3 separate regions of the Sus scrofa genome follow, and regions 2 and 3 are each linked to region 1. A link is a contact called in public Hi-C and HiChIP or PLAC-seq data. All regions are on one chromosome and are shown on one strand. Each heading gives the region's core, a stretch centred on a gene start, on an enhancer-like site or on the middle of the called end of the contact. The rest is flanking DNA. Distances are from core to core; before and after follow the strand shown.

The links. A called contact is a pair of places that touch in the nucleus more often than the background predicts. HiChIP or PLAC-seq counts read pairs in DNA pulled down with a chosen protein or histone mark.
Region 2: a contact with region 1 is called in an H3K27ac HiChIP or PLAC-seq map of alveolar macrophages. The contact joins the promoter of OXA1L here to the promoter of LRP10 in region 1. A contact is called at or near these places in 3 of 47 Hi-C or Micro-C datasets (heart right ventricle, mesenteric adipose tissue and retroperitoneal adipose tissue) and 1 of 2 datasets of contacts at active chromatin or transcription factors (alveolar macrophages).
Region 3: a Hi-C map of omental adipose tissue shows a contact between it and region 1, with 2.9 times the contacts expected there. The contact joins the enhancer-like site here to the promoter of LRP10 in region 1. A contact is called at or near these places in 3 of 5 promoter capture datasets (fetal liver, fetal skeletal muscle and liver), 21 of 47 Hi-C or Micro-C datasets (alveolar macrophages, blood, embryonic fibroblasts and 11 more) and 2 of 2 datasets of contacts at active chromatin or transcription factors (alveolar macrophages and skeletal muscle).

What each region holds. Positions count from the first base shown.
Region 1 is chr7:76,156,859-76,160,394 of Sscrofa11.1, reverse strand. It overlaps LRP10 (LDL receptor related protein 10), which reads left to right and starts at 1,890. Exons shown (of 7, transcript NM_001143715.1): 1 at 1,890-2,088; 2 at 2,498-2,542; 3 at 3,053-3,188. The coding sequence starts at 2,061.
Region 2 is chr7:76,264,940-76,268,475 of Sscrofa11.1, reverse strand. It overlaps OXA1L (mitochondrial inner membrane protein OXA1L), which reads left to right and starts at 1,776. Exons shown (of 11, transcript XM_013978229.2): 1 at 1,776-1,977; 2 at 1,980-2,140; 3 at 2,582-2,743. The coding sequence starts at 1,776.
Region 3 is chr7:76,238,131-76,241,666 of Sscrofa11.1, reverse strand. OXA1L (mitochondrial inner membrane protein OXA1L) reads left to right here. Exons shown (of 11, transcript XM_013978229.2): 5 at 3,320-3,463. Among named protein-coding and RNA genes, the nearest start is that of OXA1L, 27 kb to the left of the region's middle. Within about 2 kb of position 1,511, at least 3 of the 83 cell types and tissues checked have an H3K27ac peak or open chromatin away from gene starts, as enhancers often do. A contact at or near this core is called in omental adipose tissue, where this site is marked.

The DNA of each region.
Region 1 (3,536 bases), core at 641-3,140:
TGAGCCATGACAGGAACTCCTGCCTGACTTTTTAAATTTATGTATCTAACCTCTTTTTCCAACTAGACTGTAAGCTCCTTGAAGCTAAAATGAAGTCTTAAGAGTTCCAGGCATTCTCCAAGTCCCAGTACACAGCATAGAGGATTCAGCCACCACTCAACTAAAAACTCCATGATTGCTTTCGGGACGTAAATATTTTTAATTTCCCCAACCTCTTTGTCCTACTTCCTTTATTCAACATTCTCCTCCCATATTTAGGGTTCTGTTTCTCCTCTCGTCAATCTCAAGGGCTGCAGTAGGAAGCATAGAGACCCAGGAACCAAGTTTCCTTGGCATGGGACTGAGGGCCAAGTGAAAGAAGAGCCTTTTTATGGCCAAGTCTATGGCCCTGCTGAGATCCCAGTTTTGAACACATCAAAACTGATGGCAACAACAAATGTCATGAACAGAAAACTGTTTGTAGAGAGGAGAGAGTGGTAAGGCTCTGAATGAACTCTGTCCAGAGTCAGATCACCCAGGTTCTCTAGCTCTCTCTGTTTCAACATTTACTAGATCCATGATCTTGGGCAATACTAAACTTCTCTGTGCCTAAGTTTCCCTATCTGTAACATGTGAGTAACAATAATAACTACCTCACAAGATGGTGGAGAGAAGTAAAAGAGCAAATATTTGAAAAGTGCTTAGATTTATGCCTGAAATGTGAAAAAAAGCTCAAAAAGTATTTGCTATTATTGTTGTTTACTATTATTACCTATAAGTGCCACAGGGAATCGGTAACCCCAAGCCCACCTAAATCAGAAATAACTCCTGTAACTAATAATAATCATTGTAAGCAGGTATGAAGCACTTCCTAGATGCTCAACTTACATCATCTCCCTAAATGATGACAACAACCTTAAGAAGTATTGTGCCATTATTAACTCCATTTAACAGAGTTAATGCACAGAGAGGTGAAATGATTTTCTCAAGGTCACATAGCCTGCAAATAGCCAAGGTACAATTATTCGTTTATTGAGTTACTGTGTCTCAGCAGGAGAGAAGCCTTGTGGGTGCAAAGGTAAACAGTCTAGGCCTCAACCTACAGGAAGTTTCAGTTTCCACAGAAGGGGCGGGGCGGGGGCGGGAAAGACGAGTAAACAAATATTTATAACACCGGGTAGTAATTGCTGTAATAGAGGCTCACGACAAAAAGTGTTACCGGATGTCAGACACCGGGACAAGAAAAGTACTGAGAGCTTAAGGAGCCAAAGGAAAGACATAACAATTATGGAATATGCAATTGTCTTCTGACAAATGTGTCCTGTAACCCATGTGTTACACGGGAAGTACTAAACAAAGCAGAGTTACAAGTGGAGGCTGAGCGCCCTGAGAGCCCGAGGGACAAGGCGCGGTAGGACCTGAAAGGGGTTAAGATGGGAAGGTGGGCGTGGTAAGCGTTGATTGGCAGGGGTGGGGCCAGGCTCGTCACCCTCCCCCTCCTCCACCCGGGTTCCTCCAACCCCTGGGCTGGCTGGGGTACAGCCAGGGCGAGGGCTCGAGCGCTGGGCCGAGTCGCCAGTCCCCTCCTCCCCAGCTCCTCTACCCGCGTTCCGGGGCTGGAGGCGCTGGAGAAGTTGGGCAGCGCCCGGGCCGGCTCTGGGCGCTGACAGTCGGCAAAGTTTGGCCCGAAGAGGAAGTGGCCTCAAGCCTCGGCAGGTGGCGGCCAGGCCTGGACCCGGACGTTCGCGGCCTGCGGGCGGGCTCTAGGCGAGGGCGCGCCCCAGCGCTGGACTTCGAGCCAACTCCCTGGGCTTCGGGGGTCAGCCTCTGGAGAGAGCGCTGCGGCGGCCGGGGAGAACAACTCCAAAGTTGGCGAGAGGCACCGCCCCGGTTCCCGGGCCGCCGCCGCCCCCCACCAGCCCCCAGCCCTGGCATCCGGAGCCTCGGTCGAGGAGTCTGGGCCATGGAGCCCCCTCGGGGAGGCGGCACTGAGGAGCCAGGATACCCGGAGTGGCGCCGCCTCCCCACTGGGTAGACGATCGAAGCTCCGGGACTCTTCCTGCGCCTCGGGACGGCTCACGATGCTGCCGGCCATCCTTCTCCTCCTGGGTAAGAAATCGAAACGAGGCTACTCGCCCGGGACCCCGCTCCCAGGGCTGTCACCGCGCCCAGGTCCTCTAGCTCCCTTCCCCCTATGGGGCCTCTCACCCCTACCCTGTCCTCCCCTGCCCCGCGGCCCCTGCCGTCGCCTTGGTCGCTGCCTGCCCCAACCCTCGGGAAATCTACAGCCGCTCCCCTCGGCCCTCATACTCGCTCTGGCTTCCTTAGATCACCGTACCCATCCTACAAGCCGCACTGGAGGACCTTCCTTTGAGGTCACACACCGCTGCCTCCCCCTGTTCCACCACCCTTCTCGTAAACTACCCGGAAGCCGCCGATGGTTCCCTTTCCTCCTTGAGAAGCTCAGGTGGAGAAAACTCCGAAGTGTGACTCTTGCCCTTTCTCGCTCTTCCTCTAGGAGGCGCTCTGGCCCACCAAGACCGGATCCTTTTCCCAAATCATGGTGAGTAGAGGATGCCTCTGGGGTCCCATGGGCTTGGTAATGAGAGAGCACCCTAGAGAAAGACTCTCTTCCTTGACTTCCTCTGGTACCTTCCATAGTTTTCGAGTGGAGATCAGCCATCCTCTGTTTTACAGACAGAAACTGAAACCCAGCGTGGGCCCTCACTTGGTAGTTATGTACTATTTGCCCCCCCAATATCCATCCTTGATTCGCCTCGCCCAAATGTAATCTCCTTGAGGATAGAGATCGTATTTCCCGTTCCTCCTGGCCCAGTGGTTGGCACAAAGCAGACCTCATTTTGTTTGTGGTGTTGATACCTAAGGTGGAACAACGATGAGTGTGGTGAGAAGGGGAGCCCACTGACGACTCTGCCTCCAGAGTGTGTGTGGCTGGGAAGGGGGAGTTTCTGTGCTCCTTCTTGAAGAGCCCAGGCCCTTGGAAGCATGAAGCCTGGGGAGGAGTGGCATGGTAAGAGGCTCGCAACTGATGTCCTTACCTTCCTCTCTCCAGCCTGTGAGGACCCCCCAGCAGTGCTTTTGGAAGTGCAGGGCACCATACAGAGGCCCCTGGGCCGGGACAGCCGCATCTCCCCTGCCAACTGCACCTGGCTCATCCTGGGCAGCAAGGAGCAGACTGTAACCATCAGGTGAGAAGCGGGGCAAGACCCTATTCCTTTCCTCACCCTTCTTGCTCTACCGTGGAAAACCCTTCAGGGGTCACTTCTCCATGGTATTTCCATCCCTGTCAACTGGGAGAAGAATGAAATTAAATTTGGACTAATCTGCCCTAAAAGCCTGGCATGTTCTGGGCTGGACACAGTGAATTGGACCTGGGTTGGACTGGACACCTAGCTTGGGTCCTGCTGTCTCTGAAGGACAACAGTCACTCTATAAACAGTCCTTGGGCTCCAATACAGCTGCTTTGAGGAGTCCTTCAACCCACTGCACATCCTTGCCTGGGATTCAAAGCTATTCCTTCACCAGCTTAGAACCTT
Region 2 (3,536 bases), core at 527-3,026, 110 kb before region 1:
CATAGTCCTAAAACACATTCTAAGGACTAAAGCAAGTCATAGGCCAACCCAGATTCAAGAGGAAGAAACTATCAGGGGTGCAAAATTTGGAGGCATGATTTACTTGGGGCACAAAAGTAAGTTTTTTACTTTTTTGTAAGTTGTTTTTAGGATTTTTTTTGTGGGGTTTTGGGGGGGCGTTGGTTTGGTTTTTTGTTTTTTTGTTTTTGTTTTGTTTTGTTTGGCCAAAAGTACTGTAGCTGTCACCACCTCTAACTGCAGTAATTATTTTTTATTTATTTTTTTGCTTGCCACACCTGCAGCACATGAATTTCCCGGGCTAGAGGTCAAATCAGAACTACAGCTGCCGGCCACAGCCACACCAGATCTGAGCCTTGTCTGCAACCTACACTATAGCTCACAGAAACACGATCCTTAACCCACTGAGCAAGGCCAGGGATCAAACCCACATCTGCATGGATGCTAGTCGGGTTCATTACCACAGAGCCACATTGGGAACTCCCTGATTTTTCAAAGTAACTTTAAGAATACCGTTTACGGAGTTCCCGTCGTGGCACAGTGGTTAACGAATCCGACTAGGAACCATGAGGTTGCGGGTTCGGTCCCTGGCCTTGCTCAGTGGGTTAACGATCCTGCGTTGCCGTGAGCTGTGGTGTAGGTCGCAGACGTGGCTAGGATCCTGCGTTGCTGTGGCTCTGGCATAGGCTGGCGGCTACAGCTCCGTGATTAGACCCCTAGCCTGGGAACCTCCATATGCTGCGGGAGCGGCCCAATGAAATAGCAAAAAGACAAAAAAAAAAAAATCGTTTATGATAGTATCCAACATACTTGACTGATAGGTAATACCCCCAAATTACTACTAAATCTGTATCATATTCCTTTGCCTTTTTTTTTTTTAAACCATTCCTGTCAGGTACATTTATAATCAGCCTAAACTAGCAATGATTGAAAGCATTTTGGGCTATCACATCTTTCCTAAAGCTACACTTTGTTATTCCAAAAGCACTCTGCTGTTTGAGAGGCTTTATAGGGTTTCTCACATAGTCAACTCCTATCTTTCTAAGCAGTACTTTTTTCCCCCCTTTAGAAGAAAGGAACTTTACCTCATATATCTCCAGAAATGATTTCAGTTTCAAGAACCCAAGCAACAGAGACTTAAGAGTCTAGACAACAAAGACCTTTATTTATGGTACACAACAAAATCTAGAATTAGGTGGTTCCAAGCTTGCTGCAGCAGCCCAGTGACATCATCAGCGTTCTTCTATCTTTCCATACAACCACCTTCAGCAGGTTACCTTTCAGCATCTTTAAAGACTTGCCCCTCTGGAGTTCCCTTTGTGGTTTAGTAGGTTAAGAACCTGACATAGAGTCCATAAGGATGCAAGTTTGATCAATGACCTCACTCAACGGGTTGAGGATCCTGTGTTGCCACAGGTCTGCAGCTGCAGGTCTGATTCATCCCCTAGCCCACAGGTGCAGCCGTTAAGTACAAGAAAAAAAAAGATGTAAAGATTTATGCCCTCAGTGTCACAAGATTCTCCTCAACCAGACCCTACTGGGGGAAAGGAAAAGGGAAGTATGGCATCTCCTTTTAAGCTTTGTCTGGGAGATATATATTTCCCTCAATTTCTGTCAAACTCCAGACCACTCTCAAATTTCACTTTATCTGCGATTGCAATATTATCTAGCAACAAGAATTGAACATCACTGGGCAAGAAAAACCCACTCCAAGTACAGCCAAGACCTGACGTGGCGAGGACGCTTTTTAACTTAACAAATCACAGAAGAATCGCAAATTTAGAGGACGAAGGAAAAGCCCCCAGGATCACGCAGCCATTAACGAAAGCCTGTTAGAAGGCTCTGAACTTCAATCTCGGGAGAACACCCTCTGCGAGATCTTGTTAAAGCAGCTCTGTGTCCTCTTACCCTCTTCAAATATGGCCGCCAAGCTCCAGTTTCCTTTACCTCCTGAGCCTGCTGGCAGCTGTGGCTTAACGCCCACTTCCAAAAGGGCCTCCTCTCGCGAGACTGCGGTTCTGAGTGCGCAGGCGCAAACGCAAGCCCTTTCTCCGGCGAGATGGCGATGGGGTTGATGTGCGGACGCCGGGAGCTTCTGCGCTTGCTACAGCCTCAGCGTCAAGTAAGGACACCCCGAGACTGAGCTCTGATGCCACCCTATCCCTGTGACGAGCCAGGGGTGACTCGTGCTGTGTGCATGAATGAGTAGGCCCACACCTCACTGGGACTTGCGTCTCCTGACCTCAGGTCACAGGAGGACGCGGTAGGGTTACGTCCCCAACCCTACGGGCTCAACAGCCGGGTCTCCTGGTCTGTTCCCAGAAACAGGCGTCATCCCTTCCAAGGAAACCTCAGCCTGAAACTCTGGGCCACTGGGTGGCTCTGAGGTAGCTGAAATGCAGGACTCGCTGATTATATGCCTTCACACTCGCAGTCTGAGCGCAAGGAGTAGCAATGTCCTCACCTGTGGTAGCGGACTGCCTTTTTCTTGGAAGGGTGGGGGCGGAGCGTAACTATTGACTTATCTCGGTAAAAGGACTACATCCTTCTTTTACCCACTCAGTTCCACAGCGTCGCAGGGCTCCGCCAATGGCCACGGAAGCCGCTGACACCCGGGCTCCGGTTCCCAGCCGGCCGGCGCTGCGGACACCCACATTATGTCCTCCTCGCGGCCCCAGGCCCCCGGGGCCTCAGTACCTCTGCCATATTTTATGCAGAAGCCCAGGTAAGTGACGTTTCGACCCAGCAGCGTTAGGAGTGGTGCTGGTTTCTTGATTTGTTTTTAATCCTGTTTTGACTGGGGGAATCGTGGAGCACTCCATCTAGCTTGGGATAGGTTTTCAAATCAGTAGGGAAATGATTGAGAGTACTGAAGGAGAGACTTCATTATGTACCAGGTGTTTCCACAATGATGGCAAGCCATTGATAGTGGTATGAAATGTGATTCTGTGTATGTATTAAAAATTATAACTTGAGTTCCCGTCGTGGCGCAGTGGTTAACGAATCCAACTAGGAACCATGAGGCTGCCGGTTCGATCCCTGGCCTTGATCAGTGGGTTAAGGATCCGGCGTTGCCGTGGACTGTGGTGTAGGTCGTAGACGCGGCTCCGATCCCACGTGGCTGTGGCTGTGGCATAGGCCGGTGGCTGCAGCTCCGATTAGACCCCTAGCCTGGGAACCTCCACATGCTGTGGGAAGCGGCCCTAGAAAAGACCAAAAAAAAAAAAAAGTCTAACTTGAATATCAAGTATGGACAAAAAAAAAAAATGTCACTTGCTATGTAAGTAAACAAAGGATGTTACTGCCATCAAGCCATCTGAGGTCACCCCCAAGTGTGCACCCTGAAGGGATTCAAGATAGAAAGAAACCCAATACTGGCCCTGGATAGTTAAGGTACATATCAAAGGAATGACTGCCATAAGCCCAGACTTTTGCGTGGTTTTTGTGTGTGTGTGTGTTTTGTTTTGTTTTGTTTTGGCACCCCTGGCCAGGGGAGGAACCCATACCACAGCAGCGAC
Region 3 (3,536 bases), core at 262-2,761, 82 kb before region 1:
GCTTTCTGTATCTTGAAATCTGTTTCTTTTAGATGTGGGACGTTTTCCTTTCTTTCTTTTTGCTTTTTACGGCTGCACTTGCGGCATATGGAGGTTCCCAAGCTAGGGGTCCAATCAGAGCTGCAGCTGTCAGCCTACACCACAGCAACGCAGGATCTGAGCCACATCTGCGGCCTATACCACAACTCATGGCAACGCTAGATACTTAACCCACTGAGTGAAGCCAGGGATCCAACCCACAACCTCATAGTTCCTAGTCGGATTCATTTCCATTACACCATGACGGGAACTCCCAGGTACGGAAAGTTTTCAGCCATAATTTCTTCAAATGTATTTTCAATCCCCTTTTCTTTTTCTTCTCCTTCTGGAATCCCAATTATATGTAGATAATTATATTATCCTATAGATCTCTTATATTGCTTTTATGTTTTTTCATTTGGTTTTCTGTCTGCTGTCCTGATTGGGTGATTTCCATTATACTATCTTCCAAGTCACTTATTCATTCTTCTGCATTATTCAGTCTGCTCTTCAGTGCCTTTAGCTCAGCTTGTGTCTCTGAAAATGAATTTTCTCATTTTTCTTGGCTCCTTATATTTTCTAGTTCCTTTCTAAAGTAATCTGCATTACTGTTCATACCTGCTCTTAAGTCATGCAATATTTTCATTTGTTTCTTTTTGCTGTTTAGGGCCGCACCCGCGGCATATGGAGGTTCCCAGGCTAGGGGTCAAATTGGAGCTACAGCTTCCTGCCCACACCACAGCCACAGCAATGCCAGATCCTTAACCTGCTGAGCCAGGCCAGGGATCAAACCCACATCCTCATGGATACTAGTTGGGTTCATTACCACTGAGCCACAACAGGAACTCCTTCTTCAGTATTTTCATTACCTACTTTTTGAACACCGTGTCTGTTAGACTGCAGAGGCCTCTTTCATCGTTTCTTCCTTCAGGGAAATTCTCCTTTTAGCTGGGAATGGGTCCTGTGCTCATTTTGCTTATAGTTTTCTTATTCTGAGTTTAAGGAAAACAGTTATCTACTATAGTCTTAGAGGGTTATTTATATATAGAGTGCTCTTGGATAGTTTGTGAGGGCTTACTGTTTTTTTGGTTTGTATTTTGGTATGAGGGCTTTCTTTGGTTTGGATGCTTGCTGTCACTTTCTTCGATATGTACAAGCTGTTATCCCCTTGATTGGGGGTATGCCAGTGTACAGCCTGTGTGTGCTTCCAGATGAGGGCAATAGGCAGGGCCTCTAGCCAATGCCTTGTTGCTGGGCCTTTGACAGTGGTGAGGACCTGCAGGGAGGTGAGGGCAAAGGCTGCTCCTGGTTGCCATGGCCCTGGGCAGTGGCAGGGATGCTCAAGGAGGTAGAGACAGCTCCCAGAGCCTTTGACAGCAGTGAGGCAGGGCATGTGTGTTCCCAGGGGAGTGAGGGCAATGGGTGGTACTTGGTTGCAGTGCCCTCCTTGGCAGGTGACTGGGGCCACAGGTGGTACCTCTTCATGGGACACAGTAGTGGTGATGAACCACCCCCACCTCTGGAGTCTGAGATGGCTGTCCATACAAGAGGTGCCCCACTGCCCAAGAACCCACAGATGCCCAGAGAAAGATGTTCTTATGGTGGTCCTGCCCCTCCTTCTCTCACTCCTCCCAACAGTGGTGCCTTGCTTCTCCTTCAGGCCCAGGACTCCTCTTGTACTCACTCTGCTGTGATGCTCCACTTCCCAGCCCTTTCAGGGAGAGCCAACCCTAGTCCTCTCCCTGGAACTGACCCAAGTCTCAGCATCCAGCCCCCACCTTTGTGTTGTGGTGTCCCAAGCAGTGGTATCAGTGGTCTGTGCATCTCTCTTGGCTTTGCCCTCCTCAGTCCCGGTGCTGCACTTTAAGCTTTTTCTCCGAGACTTTGAGGTTCCCTGTCTGTCCTAGCTCTTTCTCCTTTCACAGCTCCCTCTCAGGAGTGATGGTCCCATGTTAATTCCTGTTTTCTCTTTTTTTTTTTCTTTTCTACCCCCACCCCACCACCCCTTTTTGCTCTGGAGGGTTTCTTGCCCTTTTTGGAGGTCTCGGGTCTCCTGCCAGAGTTCAGTAGATGTTCTGTGTAAATCGTTCTACAAGTGTATGGGTTTTGAGGAGTGTGTTTATGTGGTTTTTTGTTTTGGGGTTTTTGTTTGTTTTTTGTTTTTTGTTTTTTTCTCGCTTCTTAGGGCCACACCTGTGGCAGATGGAGGTTCCCAAGCTAGGAGTCGAATTGGAGCTACAGCTGCCAGCCTACACCACAGTCATAGCAACAAGGGATCTGAGCCACGTCTGTGACATACACCACAACTGACAGCAACGCTGGACCCTTAACCCACTGAGTGAGGCCAGGGATTGAACCTGTGTCCTCATGGATACTAGTCAGATTCATTACCGCTGGGCCACAACAGGAACTCCTGTTGTGGGGGGGTTCGATGTGTTTGTGTGAGAAGGTGTCAGGTTTTACTCCTCCACCATCTTGATCCCCTTTCTCCTTGATCCCGTACTACCTTTTCTCCTTCTTTTTGTAGATACTATTTAAAAGAGTGTTCTGGGCGAGTTCCCATTGTGGCACAGCTTAACTCCCGTCTCTTTCCACTCCACACCATCCACCGTAATGTCAGTAAAGCCTAAAGCTCTTATCTCCCCCTGGCCTTTTCTCAATCCAGGCCCACTTGCTTATCTATAGATACATAAACTAAATAAATAGTTGTTGGAATGATCAGGAATGTGAAGTGTAAGAAAAGAAATAGGAAGAAACTAAAGCAGTAGACCACCAGATTACCTCCTACTCCAGAGATTTCTAAGGACAGTGGCTTTCATTCTTCATTCTTGGGAGCCCCAGCCATCTATAAAAGTGCTTCTGCATAAAGCAAAGGCCAGAGCTTGAACAATCCTGTAGTCAGACTATCTCCTCACCCAGGGCAGCTTGATTTTATTTGTTATGTATATTGGGGTTCCACTTAAGAGTTGAGGCAAAAAGGGTTCCATTGGTTATAGAAAAGTTTAGAAACCACTGATCTAGAAAAGTGGCTTCTGTCACCTACCTTTTTGTTCAGGGAAACAAACCAGATTCCTGGTCATTTGTTTAGAGAAGTTAATGCCAGACTTTTGATGTCAAAGCAGAAGACTGAGACTCGAAGGAACTAAGTCCTACCCGTGTCCTTTGTCTTGGGGCCCCTTGGCATGAATCAGAGGGTAGAAAAGTCTGAGCTAAGAGACCTTTTCAGTAGGACCTAAAAACCTTCAGCCTTGTAGCTGCAGAATGCTTGAATTTCACTCCAGTCCTCATTTGTGTTTTCCAGGTACAGTCCTTGCCCGTTGCCTGGTGTTTCCTCTCATCGTGAAGGGCCAGCGAGAGGCAGCCAAGATCCACAACCACTTGCCAGAGATTCAGAAGTTTTCCACTCGAATCAGAGAAGCCAAGTTGACAGGAAACCACACTGAGTGTGAGTCAGTTAAGAACGAGCGTGGGAGAGGACCAGAGTTGCCCTTTCCCTGCCATTCAGCCAAGGGGGAGGG